3 separate regions of the Sus scrofa genome follow, and all the other regions are linked to region 1. The links are chromatin contacts, called in public HiChIP or PLAC-seq maps. All regions are on one chromosome and are shown on one strand. Each heading gives the region's core, a stretch centred on a gene start, on an enhancer-like site or on the middle of the called end of the contact. The rest is flanking DNA. Distances are from core to core; before and after follow the strand shown.

Region 1 (3,911 bases), core at 968-3,467:
CTTAGTAGTTTCTCCTAGGATTTTTTTTTTTTTTTTTTTTTTTTTTTTGCTCTTTTTTAGGGCTGCACCCATGGCATATGGAGGTTCCCAAGCTAGGGGTCCACTGGGAGATGTAGCCACTGGCCTATGCCACAGCCACAGCAACGCTGGATCCAAGCCACGTCTGTGACCAACACCACAGCTCACAGCAATGCTGGATTCTTAACCCACTGAGCAAGGCCAGGGATTGAACCCAGGTCCTCATGGATGCTAGTTGGGTTTGTTAACCACTGAGTCACGACGGGAACTCCTCTTTTAGGATTTAAATTGCTTTGTAGCAGGCTAATTGCTAGTATAAATTAATGAAATATGCCAAGTTTTGTGATAGTAAATCATGCAGGTACAAGAACTGGCACACCACTGAACATGTCAAGAGAATTACATGAAGTAGCACTTTAGCGACTACTTACATATCAGTTAAACTTTTACCAAAACAAGAAATCTGAAATTCCCATTGTGGCACAGCGGAAACGAATCCGACTAGGAACCATGAGGTTTCGGATTTGATCCCTGGCCTTGCTCAGTGGGTTTAGGATCTGGCATTGCCGTGAGCTGTGGGGTAGATCGCAGACTCGGCTCAGATCTGGCGTTGCTGTGGCTCTGCGTATGCCAGCAACTACAGGTCTAATTAGACCCCTAGACTGGGAACCTCCATATGCCGCAGGTGTGGCCCTCAAAAGACAAAAAAAAAAAAAAAAAAGATGAAAAAATCCCCCCCCAAAACAAGAAATCTGGTAGTATATAGTTGCATGTATAGTCTACTAAGATACAGAATAATGTCTTAATATTTGTTCTCTTTTCCCTCAGTTATCTTCAATCCTTCTGAAGCACAGGACCTTCCCAACCATTGTAGATATGGACAAAGAAGAAAGGAAGACTATCAACCAGGGTCAAGAAGATGAAATGGTAACTGGTTTTTATAGTTTACTTATAAAGTGTGAAGAATTTATTTTTCTAGGGAAGTAGAAAAGTACCTTTAAAAAACTGCCAGAATAAAATAAAATACAGGGAGTTCCCGTCATGGCTCAGTGGTTAACAAATCCGACTAGGAACCATGAGATTGCGGGTTCGGTCCCTGCCCTTGCTCAGTGGGTTAACGATCCGGCGTTGCCGTGAGCTGTGGTGTAGGTAGCAGACGCGGCTCGGATCCCGCGTTGCTGTGGCTCTGGTGTAGGCCGGTGGCTACAGCTCCGATTCAACCCCTAGCCTGGGAACCTCCATATGCCTCGGGAGCGGCCCAAGAAATAGCAACAACAACAACAACAACAACAACAAAAAGACAAAAAAAAAAAAAAAAACAGCTAAATCAGTGCCCTTTCTTCATTCTGTGTTTTTGGATTGGGATTATGTGGCATCTCTTATTGAAGTCTAGTTCCTGTTTCCCTTGTGAGCTATTAAAACTGAGAGGAAAGAGGTTTGCTTTTTCACTTGTTAATTTAAGAAGTAACAGAATTTCTCATTTTGACTTACAAAAAATTTAAAATGAGCTTAATAAAATTCATCTTTTCTTGTGGTATGTGTGTGGGGGGAAGATAGGAAGGCTTTGGAATTTGCCTCTCTTATCATTTGATATTTAATCACGTGATCACTGTGTCCATGCAGGAGGTTTATGGCTATAATTTGTGTCGCTGGAAGCTTGCCATAGTTTCTCTAGGAGTGGTGTGTACTGGTGGCTTTCTTCTCCTCCTCCTCTATTGGATGCCCGAGTGGCGGGTGAAGGCGACCTGTGTTAGAGCTGCAGTTAAAGACTGTGAAGTGGTGCTGCTGAGGACTACTGTAAGTCCATGTATTTACTGGTAGCTAAGTGAGGAGAACATCACTGCTAGGATATAATGAGGAATGCTAGTTCTAATATTTCTAAAGTATCTGTGTTCAATTGAATATTATCCCAATGATTAGAGTTCAAAGGAATCTTAAAGAGGACCAGCTCTACCCTCTTACATAGCTCTTGGTGCACTGAGAGATTAGGTAGATGGCTGTTCTGTCAAGATCACCTAACAGGACTATATCCTGAGTGATGCTGCTGCACCCCCGGTTTGTTTGTTTGTTTGTTTTAAATCCTAATTGGAAGCATTTTATAAGAGGCTTTAATATCTAGTCTCAGTATATAGATAGGTCAAAGAGGAAATTACAGTCTTTTATGAGATACCCTGTCATTGAAGTATGGCATATAAAACGGTGAGCAATTGAAAGCACTTCCTGTTAGAATTACACATCTTTGTGAAATGGTTTAGCATTTCGTGAGTAGGAAGTGATGCTTTCTCAATTAGAGATAAGTAAATAATAGTATGTGAAGAATGGAAATCAAATATATGTAGTTACGTAATATGCCTAATGGATTCTTTACCCTTATTCCTTTCTCTTTTAAGGATGAATTCAGAAGGTGGTTTTGTGCAAAAATTCGCTTTCTTTCTCTGGAAACCCCCCCATTTTCAATTCCAAAATCTATGGCTAATAAGATTTCCAATGGCCATGCTGTTCACTTAACTGAAAATCTGGCTGAAGAAAATAGGTTTGAGATCAGTAAATATTCACAGATTCAATCACAACAGGTATTGTGGTCTTGGTCTCAAAGTTTCTTTAAAAATCAGAATTGTTCTATGCTTTATGGAAATCTATAATTTTGTACTTTCAGTTTTTCATTGTATTTTTGTTTGAGATAAAGTTATATGCATATAAAATACCTATTTATCAGAATATATAACAGTTTAGTTATTTACTAGAAGAAACAGATTACATGTCACGTGTGATTGCTTTAATTTTAATAGATATACTATACGCTAAATCTGTGTTAGTAAACTTAATTGTTAAGTGATGGTAACTCCTTTTGATGTAGTGTTTATTATGTCCTACAGATGCGATACTTCACACACCATAGTGTAAGATACTTTTGGAATGATACCCTTCACAATTTTGATTTCTTAAAGTAAGTATTTTTCTTTTGTTTGGATTCTATCATGAGTATCTTGAAAGTGTTCTAGATAGAAAAGGATTCATTTTAGTGTTAACATAAAAACTGAAGAGGTTTTTATTACATAACTTATTTGTTAATAACTCCCTGGTGTTATTTGAATGCTTAATAACCATTTTAGAGTAAGTCCTACCTGCAACTTGTACCTTGGCAGAATTCACATAAAAGTTGGAAGCAGTATGCTCCCAAAGTCCAGTTTGGGTCTGAGTTCTTTTCTTTTTGGGGATTCATCTCAAAGTGAATTTTGAGTATACCTTTTAGCCTGTCACACTATCTGAATTACCACCTCTCAATTTGTTGACAGTTCCATCCACTCGTACTTGAGATATGGAGTGATAGACAGTCATAAATTTAACTTCAATAGGTGGATAAAATGGGACTTTTTTTTTTTAATAAGCCTTCGGTAGGATGAATTGGAGTAATCCCTTAAAATTTATTTTTTTATGAGGGCTTCAAATTATATAAGTATTAAGTTTATTAGGATTTTATTTTTATTGCTGCTATTAAAGTGATTATTATAAACAGTCACTAAGTACCATTGATTGAGAGTGACAAAGAAATTTTTTTTTTTTGCCATTTCTTAGGCCTCTCTTGTGGCATATGGAGGTTCCCAGGCTAGGGGTCAAATCGGAGCCATAGCCGCCAGCCTACGCCAGAGCCACAGCAACACAGGATCCAAGCCGTGTCTGCAACCTACACCACAGCTCATGGCAATGCCAGATCCTTAACCCACTGAGCAAGGCCAGGGATCGAAGCCGCAACCTCATGGTTCCTAGTCGGATTTGTTAACCACTGAGCCATGACGGGAACTCCAGGAATTCTTAATACTAGCAGTAAAAGAATTATCTTATGAACACTTAAAATATTCATGCCTGGGTTTTTTTCTTAGACATTTAAGAAC
Region 2 (3,911 bases), core at 418-2,917, 200 kb before region 1:
AAAAGGAAATGAAAGCTAAGTCATAAGTTTCTGACTGACATCTAAGAAGGAGAGAGCAGGGGTCTTTATATCATATATTATTATTATTATTATGACTAGACTATACAATGCATTGAATCTTACTTTATGAGTTAGTTTTATGTTTAAATACTTAATTCCAAGACAATGACAGAAATTGCTAATTCTCTTCCATGGGTCTTCTCCGTATCTTACTTGTGGAGATTACATTCAGGTTTTTTAAAGATATACTGTTCCTAGGTTGGGAAATGGGAGAAACCATGTTTTGATGCATTTCTTCTCTCACCTGCGAGCACTGCCTTCCCAAAGCCTTGCCAACTGCTACATGAACTGTCGACAGTCCTTTGGGGGTTTCTCAGAGTTCACTCCAATTCAGCAGAAGTCATTAGTGAGGGGTAGCATACAGTGGGGCTTAGCAAGGATGCAGAGATGAGGGGAGAATGTTGTCCCAGCTCTGTCTGACCCAAACTTGCTGGGACTGACTTTACCCAGTCCACTTCAGGGCTTTCATCTGCACCAGAAGGAAGTGGGCTTCTCTTGCTATTCAGAGTGGCCTTCCACCAGACCAGCATCATCAGCATCACCTTAAAGAGTAGAGTGCCCGCCCCACCCTAGACCTTATCAATCAGAACCGGCACTAATAAGATCCCAAGGGGGCTTCACATGCACATCAAAGTTTGAGAAGAACTGGCCTCTAAAATTCTTGCTAACAGCCCTCGTTCTCCCCTTTCCCCAGGAATGAATAAAATAATGAGACTTGGGTTTGATGCCTGACCCCGAATATTTTCCCTGGCTTGCCAAGCTTCTTCGTCTCTGAGCATCACAACATTGAGGTAATTTTGATTGATGAGGATGGAACTAAATGCCCAGCACCCACACATCTCTAACCGGACTTTTTATATTCTCATCATAGGGAAACCTAACGATAAAATGAGGAACAAAAGTCAGGTGGCAAAGAGTGGAACCCAGCCACAGTTTTCACTTTATATTAATTTACAGGAAAATTTAAATACAATTCTAGGTTTAACTTTTAAACTTTTTTAAAAAGTTACTTGAAAAAAGCATTTAGGTCAAATCCCTTTGGCTTTCCTTGCAACTTTGACAAGCTCTTTCCATTCTGAACTCCCATCCGGGCAGGGACTCTTCTCTCCAAATCGCGGTTCAGAAAAGCTAAGTAAACAAAAAGCTATTTAGTTGCTGGGCGTGAAGGCGGCGAGGCCACACCTTAGAACACGGACAGAAATCTAGCGCCAGGAAGCAACGCCCCCTAGCGCAGCGGGGGGACCCTTCACCCGGGTCCCCTCCTCCTTTGACGAAACAGCCGGGAGGCGGAGCTAGTACCGCGAATATGAACGGCCGCTTTTTTCCACGTCTCCTAGTTTCACACCGGACACTAAAGACCGACGCACAAACTTGGAAGGTACCATCCTTTTGATTTAATCAACGTATCAAAATATGAGATATTGGTAGGAATATACATAGAAATTTAAGTCCCAAGACCACTTTATATTTTTTTCTGTCATAGTGGTAAATAAGTGGCAATTTGAGACAAATTATTATGTTTCCCTTCAACTTCGGGCCTTAATTACTTGGGCTCGCTCATACATCACTTCCGGAGATCGCGCACCTAAATACCGAAAAAACCAGGCGTGGGTCCGGCAAAGAAGGTTGGCGTCCCGGCTGCGCTCTAATGGGTCGGAGGAGAGCGCCAGATGCTGGGTCCCTCGGCCGGGCCCTTATCCGTCAGCAAGTTCAGCGGAGCCGTAGCCATCGTCACACCGACGCCTGGGTAAGACGGACCCTGCCATCTTTTTTAGTCTTTCTGTCTAGTTATGAGAGTGTGAACCCTGCGAAGCTTGGGGTCAGAGGTCACAGTGTAATTTTCCAGAGGAAACGCCAAAGTACTGTTTTGAAGGATGAGTACTGTCGTCCTCCGGTAACTTCAGGTAAACGCCCCCCTCTGCCCCAGCGGCTACCAAAATGCGCAAATACTCAAGTCCCTTAGAGTCGACCAGGCCGTAGTAGCTAGGCACCAGAGGTGGCGTCTAGTGTGATGAGGTTGGAGTGAGATCTTGAATGCCAGGGTAAGAGTTTGGTTTTTGCCCTGTAAACTTTGGAAGCCTGCACAGAAAAGTCGCAAAAACTGCTTTTTGTATTCATTTGTTCAAAGAATTGACCCTGCAAGAGCTGCTGGTTGGTGCCAGAAGTACAAAATAACTGCTTCGCCCCTTTTATTCCCTAGGGGCTTCACTCATAGATGAACGATCTATCTTCAAAATTTGGCGGGCTTAATAGTTCCCTGGGCCTGGGAACGATCATACTTTGGGGATCCTTGAAAACGGGATGAAGCTTGACTTGTGTTCGTCATCTTGGCATTCATTCTCCCACTTATTTGAGAACTCGCTAAGTTCTCAGTAAGAATCTTTGGGGAGTCAAAAATGCCCCTAATTATCCACGTGCACATCACACTAACTTCCATCTGTAATCTGCAGAGTAAACAGCATACAGAGCTCATCAATATGCTCTGGATTTTAGCATATTTATGAGAGAGTCAGAGTTACTCTGGAGTTTATTTATTTTTGCTTGTTTTATTTTTTTGCTTTTTAGGGCTGCACCTGCAGCATATGGAGGTGCCCAGGCTAGGGGTTCAATCAGAGCTGCAGCTGCCAGGATCCAAGCCCCATCTGTGACCTACAGCACAGCTCATGGCATCGCTGCATCCTTAACCCCCTGAGCAAAGCCAGGGAACGATCCACATCTTCGTGGACACTAGTCAGGTTCATTACCTCTTACCCATGCCGGGAACTCCTCGATTTTAGATTACGGATAATTTTAATTGATTTTGAAGCAACTTGTTAATGTACCATTTAAAAAGTAATGGGAAATTCGATAATGAATTCTCATCCTTAGTTCCGGTTTTTGTTGATTCCTTGGTCTTGGACAAACCGCCTAACCTTCTAACCTTCAGTTTTTTCATTTCTTTGTACCTGTACAGAGCATATAGCTTAGGATGGTGTTTATCTTATCACACTGTGGTTTGTGTTTGGAATTCAGTTCAATGGGTGGAAAGTAGGCAGATTTTTCCTGCAGAAGAGAATTAAAGAAAATTCCAGAGTGTATTGTATGTAATAAGGTAACTGTTTCAGGATTCTTTGGTTTCCATTTTACCATACTGAATGGTATACAATTGTATCACTAAGTGTATCACAGTATTTGGGTCACTGTGTGAAATGTATTTCTTGCTGTGGGTCTCCGTCAAAAAAATTTAACTAACAGTGGTTGCCAGGACCAGAGAATACAGGTTCAGATTCTCATCTCTACCACTTACTAGCTTGCAACTATAGGCAAGTTATTTTATCGAATTTTATCCTGTTTCCTTATCTGTAGACTAGAGATAAAATTTATTGCAAAAGATTTTGAAAATGAAATGAGAAAATAAATGGAAAGTAACTATTATGAGGTAAGAAAGTACTCATTTAAATGTTAACTGTTAGTACTGACTCTCAGGGGGCTGACACCACCCTCAAGACCTAGAACAGTTCCTTGGGAGTATTAGAGCCTTTGGATGTCAGGAGCAGAAGGGAGCAGCTGTATTTATCACCCTGTGTTTTATTCATAGTTGCACACAAGTGAACTCAATGATGGCTATGATTGGGGTCGTCTCAATCTTCAGTCAGTAACTGAACAGAGCTCCCTGGATGACTTCCTTGCAACTGCAGAACTTGCAGGAACAGAGTTTGTAGCTGGTAAGTTTTTTAATAGCTGAGGGCATAGGGCACATTTCTGTTTTTACTGACTAGATAAAAAGAAGTCTACTTGGAAGTGTTTTGTGGATCCTACTAAACTCATAAAGGAGCTGTCTTTAATCCAAAGGCAGACATCCCAGGAACAGT
Region 3 (3,911 bases), core at 561-3,060, 140 kb before region 1:
GTCTTTTTGCCTTTTCTTGAGCTGCTCCCGCGGCATATGGAGGTTCCCAGGCTAGGGGTCGAATCAGAGCTGTAGCCGCCGGCCTACACCACAGCCACAGCAACGCAGGATCCGAGCCTTATCTGCGACCCACACCACAGCTCACGGCAACGCCAGATCCTTAACCACTGAGCATGGGCAGGGTTGCAACCTCATGGTTCCTAGTCGGATTCGTTAACCACTGTGCCATGATGGGAACTCCTGGGACCTTGTTTTAGAAAATGTTTCCTGACTTTAAGAATTCCCCTTTCTGTCTCTCCACCTCCACTCAAAGAATTCAGATTGGGTACCTCTCACCACCCTACCGCACTGCAAACCACTCAAGAAGATGGCAGCCATCAGTCGCTACATGGAGCTGACCATTGAGCCAGTGCAGCAGGTGAGTGGCCATGGGCCAAATCTGGGTGTTCAGAAGGGTGGGAGGTAGTCATGGAAGGCTTCCTGGAGGAGGTGACACTTAACTGCCAGAGGATTAGGATAAGTCAAGGAAGCATTAAAAAAAGGAAGGTTTTTTTTGTTTTTTGGTTTTTTGTCTTTTTAGAGCTGCACCTGCGGCATATGGAGGTTCCCAGGCTAGGGGTCGAACTGGAGCTGGAGCTGCTGGCCTACACCACAGCCACAGCAACATGGGATCCAAGCTGCGTCTGCAACCTACACCACAGCTCACAGCAATGCGGGATCCTTAGCCCACTGATCGAGGCCCGGGATTGAACCTGCATCCTCATGGATACCGGTCAGGTTCATTAACCACTGAGTCACAACAGGAACTCCGGAAGGACTTCTTGAAAGCCTTGATGGGGGACAGAGGGTGTCAGATGGAGGGGAGTTCTGGGGATAAAAAGGTGAAGAGGAGGCAAGGGTGAGATAGTCACAGTGCAGAAGCTGACCATCATCCTGAGGCTGGTGAGAGTCCAGGAGGCTTCAGGACTAGAGACTCAAGGTCAGGTGTGTATTTTATTTTATATTTATTTTATTTTATTTTTTAGGGCCGCAGGTATGGCATATGAAGGTTCCCAGGCTAGAGGTCGAATTGGAACTACAGCTGCCGGCCTACACCACAGCCACAGCAATGCCAGATCCTCTGATCCACATCTTTGACCCTACAGCACAGCTCACAGCAATGCTGGATCTTAAGCCACTGAGTGAGGCCAGGGATCAAACCAGCATCCTCATGGATGTTAGTTGGGTTCATTTCCACTGAGCAACAATGGGGACTCCCAGAGGTGCATTTTAGAGCCATCGCTCAGGCAGTGTTGGGGTGAGGAGCAGACTAGGGAGAGGAGACTAGAAGCAAGGGAGTCAGTGAGGGACAGTTTTAAGTCCAGGAGAGAGGTAGTGTGGCTGAAGCAGATGGAGAAGCAGAGCTGCAGGTAGAGCAGTGGGGGCAGTGAGACTGTGGGGTTGGAGAGACCTCGGGCTCTAGATGCCTCTGGCCTGCATGTGGGTCCCCAGGAGGAAGAGCCTTGGAGAGGAGAGGGAAAGAGGTGACAAGATGTCCATTCCATGTTCCACACCCCACTAAGTCTGTTCCTGTCGAGGCTACAGTGACCTCCCTATTGCTAAATCCTGGGGTCATTTCTGTCCTTGTTGAGGTTTAACTCAGTTGACCACTAGCTTCTTCTGATTTGGGCTGTCCTGGTTTTTCCCCTGCACAGGTCTTTTCCCTGTCACTCCTGCTGGCTCACTGGTCTTTTTCCCTGTCACTTCTGCAGCTCCTCCTGGCGAGCGCACTTCAAGGTTGCAGTACCGCAGCTTCGCCCCAAGAGGGCTCCCTCTCCGTGTACACTCTTCCCGTTCCACAGCCCTACCTGCCCGCTCTGGCTCGTTTTCCCCGCCTGTGTCTCCATCCTTTTCCTCTCCCACAGCTCCAGTCTTAGCTGCCTCCTCATCGTCACCACATGGCATCTCATACATTCCGTGCCCGATACGGGTTTCTGGATTCCGGCTCCTGTCACCATCTTCCCCTTGTCAGTGAGCGACACCATTGCCCGTGCAGTGGCTCAAACCCGGAGCCCCTCTTCCCCTCACGTCATGCCCGTGCCCATTTCATCCATTTGTGAGCCTTGTAAATACTTTTAAAGTAGATCCAGGAGCCTCCTAACTGGTTGTCCTCTCACTGGTATTCTTGTCCCACCCCCTCCCATTTGCAACCGGAAGGGTCTCTTACATGTAAATTACATCTTGTTCCTCTTTGGCTTAAAACACTGCTCTGGCTTCCCAGCTCACGCAAAATAAAATCGAATCTCCTAACACAGACTTCCAGGACCTTCCCAGCCCCAGGCTTGCCCCCTCGCTGACCACCTCCTATTCTCCCCCTCTTTGCTCCTCTCTGGCTGCACAGAATTTCTCTCCATTCCTCTGCCCACTCTCTTCCTCCTGATTTTTTTTTTAAACATGGCTGCTTTTTTCTTGTTTTTAGGATTTCAGTTAAAATATTACCTTCTCCAAAGGCCTTCTCCCCCACCCATTCAAAAGTTGCCTCCACCCCTCTGCAGTATCACTTTATTAACTTTTAAAATATCTTGCAAAGCACTTTATCATGATCTTTTGTTTTGTTTCCTGCTGGGATATAAACTTTGTCTCGTCTGTCTTGTTTGCCTAGATCTGGTGTGTCCGGTCTCGGGCTCTTTAAACAGGTGTGTTTGGAACAGAGTTCAGTGGTAATGGCCCTGCTGAGTTGCCCTTGGGACATGCTGGCGCTCAGAGTTTGGCAGAGAGTTAGGTTTTACTCCTTGTTGTTTCTTGGAAATGGGTGCAAATAACCTGTGTGTGATATAATCGAAGTTCAGGGAGATTCAGAACAGCGCTTTCACAATGAAGCACCCACTTCGGCCATTAAAGCTCTTCTTCCGACAGGAGGGTGGGTGATGGGAAGCCCTGGAGAAGGCCCAGGGAGCCCTGGCAACAGCTGGGCAAAGCTTGGCCCTAGAAATTTTTTTTTTTTCTTTTCTTTTTTTTTGTTTTTGTCTTTTGTCTTCTGTCCTTTTTTTAGGGGCGTACCTGCGGCACATGGAGTTTCCCAAGCTAGGGGTCTAATCAAAGCTGTAGCTGCCGGCCTACGCCAGAGCCACAGCAACGCCAGATCTGAGCTGTGTCTGCGACCTACACCACAGCTCACGGCCACGCTGGATCCTTAACCCACGGAGCAAGGCTAGGGATCGAACCTGCAACCTCGTGGTTCCTAGTCGGATTTGTTTCCACTGGGCCACGACGGGAACTCCTAGAAATTTTTAAATCATGGAACTTCTGAAAAGTAATAGTGCAAAAATTACATTCATTCGAATCTTTCCAGTACCTGAATCTTGTGTGGATGCCTGCTTGGTTCTTTTCCACTGAGGCCCTCCAGCAAAGTACTTCCACTTGGCCTCTTCCTTCTGTATCCACCAGAGGGCGCGAGAGGACTCCAAACAGCTCCCAGCAGGAAGCCTGGAGCCCCACCCTCTAGCTTGGGCAGAAGTCACCTTGCTGGACTCCAGGGCCGTCATTCCCATAGTAGTCTTTTTACTGAGGACTAACTACTTGCCAGACTCTAAGTAAATAATAACAGCCCACCCTTCCATGAGGCTTATTGTACTGGTCACAGTGCTCTACATAGGTTAACTCATTTAACCCCAACAGTCAACCCTTGAGGTGTTATGCTCATTTTACAGAGAAGGAAAATGGAACCCAGAGAAGTTAAGTGACTTGCTCAAGGCCACACGGTTTGTTGGTGGTAGAACTAGGATTCAGACCTGCCTCTACGTGAGTCTGTGCCTTTGTCCACAATGCTATTCTGCTTCTTACTTGGCACTCGGTAAATGGTGGTTTTTTAAAATTATTATCAACACGAATTCTTATAACAACCTGAAGTTGATGTTATTATTATTTCTATT

Evidence for each region. HiChIP or PLAC-seq counts read pairs in DNA pulled down with a chosen protein or histone mark.
Region 2: a contact with region 1 is called in an H3K27ac HiChIP or PLAC-seq map of alveolar macrophages. The contact joins two enhancer-like sites. A contact is called at or near these places in 1 of 5 promoter capture datasets (liver), 1 of 47 Hi-C or Micro-C datasets (embryonic fibroblasts) and 1 of 2 datasets of contacts at active chromatin or transcription factors (alveolar macrophages).
Region 3: a contact with region 1 is called in an H3K27ac HiChIP or PLAC-seq map of alveolar macrophages. The contact joins two enhancer-like sites. A contact is called at or near these places in 2 of 5 promoter capture datasets (fetal skeletal muscle and liver), 32 of 47 Hi-C or Micro-C datasets (adipose tissue, alveolar macrophages, blood and 16 more) and 2 of 2 datasets of contacts at active chromatin or transcription factors (alveolar macrophages and skeletal muscle).

The regions. Positions count from the first base shown.
Region 1 is chr13:131,450,672-131,454,582 of Sscrofa11.1, reverse strand. It overlaps ATP13A3 (probable cation-transporting ATPase 13A3), which reads left to right. Exons shown (of 34, transcript XM_021070069.1): 3 at 847-945; 4 at 1,642-1,815; 5 at 2,409-2,591; 6 at 2,895-2,965. The coding sequence starts at 895. Among named protein-coding and RNA genes, the nearest start is that of ATP13A3, 23 kb to the left of the region's middle. Within about 2 kb of position 2,217, at least 2 of the 83 cell types and tissues checked have an H3K27ac peak or open chromatin away from gene starts, as enhancers often do. A contact at or near this core is called in alveolar macrophages, where this site is marked.
Region 2 is chr13:131,647,012-131,650,922 of Sscrofa11.1, reverse strand. LSG1 (large subunit GTPase 1 homolog) reads left to right here. Exons shown (of 16, transcript XM_021070074.1): 2 at 755-1,807; 3 at 3,638-3,764. The coding sequence starts at 1,709. Among named protein-coding and RNA genes, the nearest start is that of LSG1, 5.0 kb to the left of the region's middle. Within about 2 kb of position 1,667, at least 79 of the 83 cell types and tissues checked have an H3K27ac peak or open chromatin away from gene starts, as enhancers often do. A contact at or near this core is called in alveolar macrophages, where this site is marked.
Region 3 is chr13:131,593,315-131,597,225 of Sscrofa11.1, reverse strand. It overlaps TMEM44 (transmembrane protein 44), which reads left to right. Exons shown (of 10, transcript XM_021070073.1): 7 at 314-418. Among named protein-coding and RNA genes, the nearest start is that of TMEM44, 19 kb to the left of the region's middle. Within about 2 kb of position 1,810, at least 20 of the 83 cell types and tissues checked have an H3K27ac peak or open chromatin away from gene starts, as enhancers often do. A contact at or near this core is called in alveolar macrophages, where this site is marked.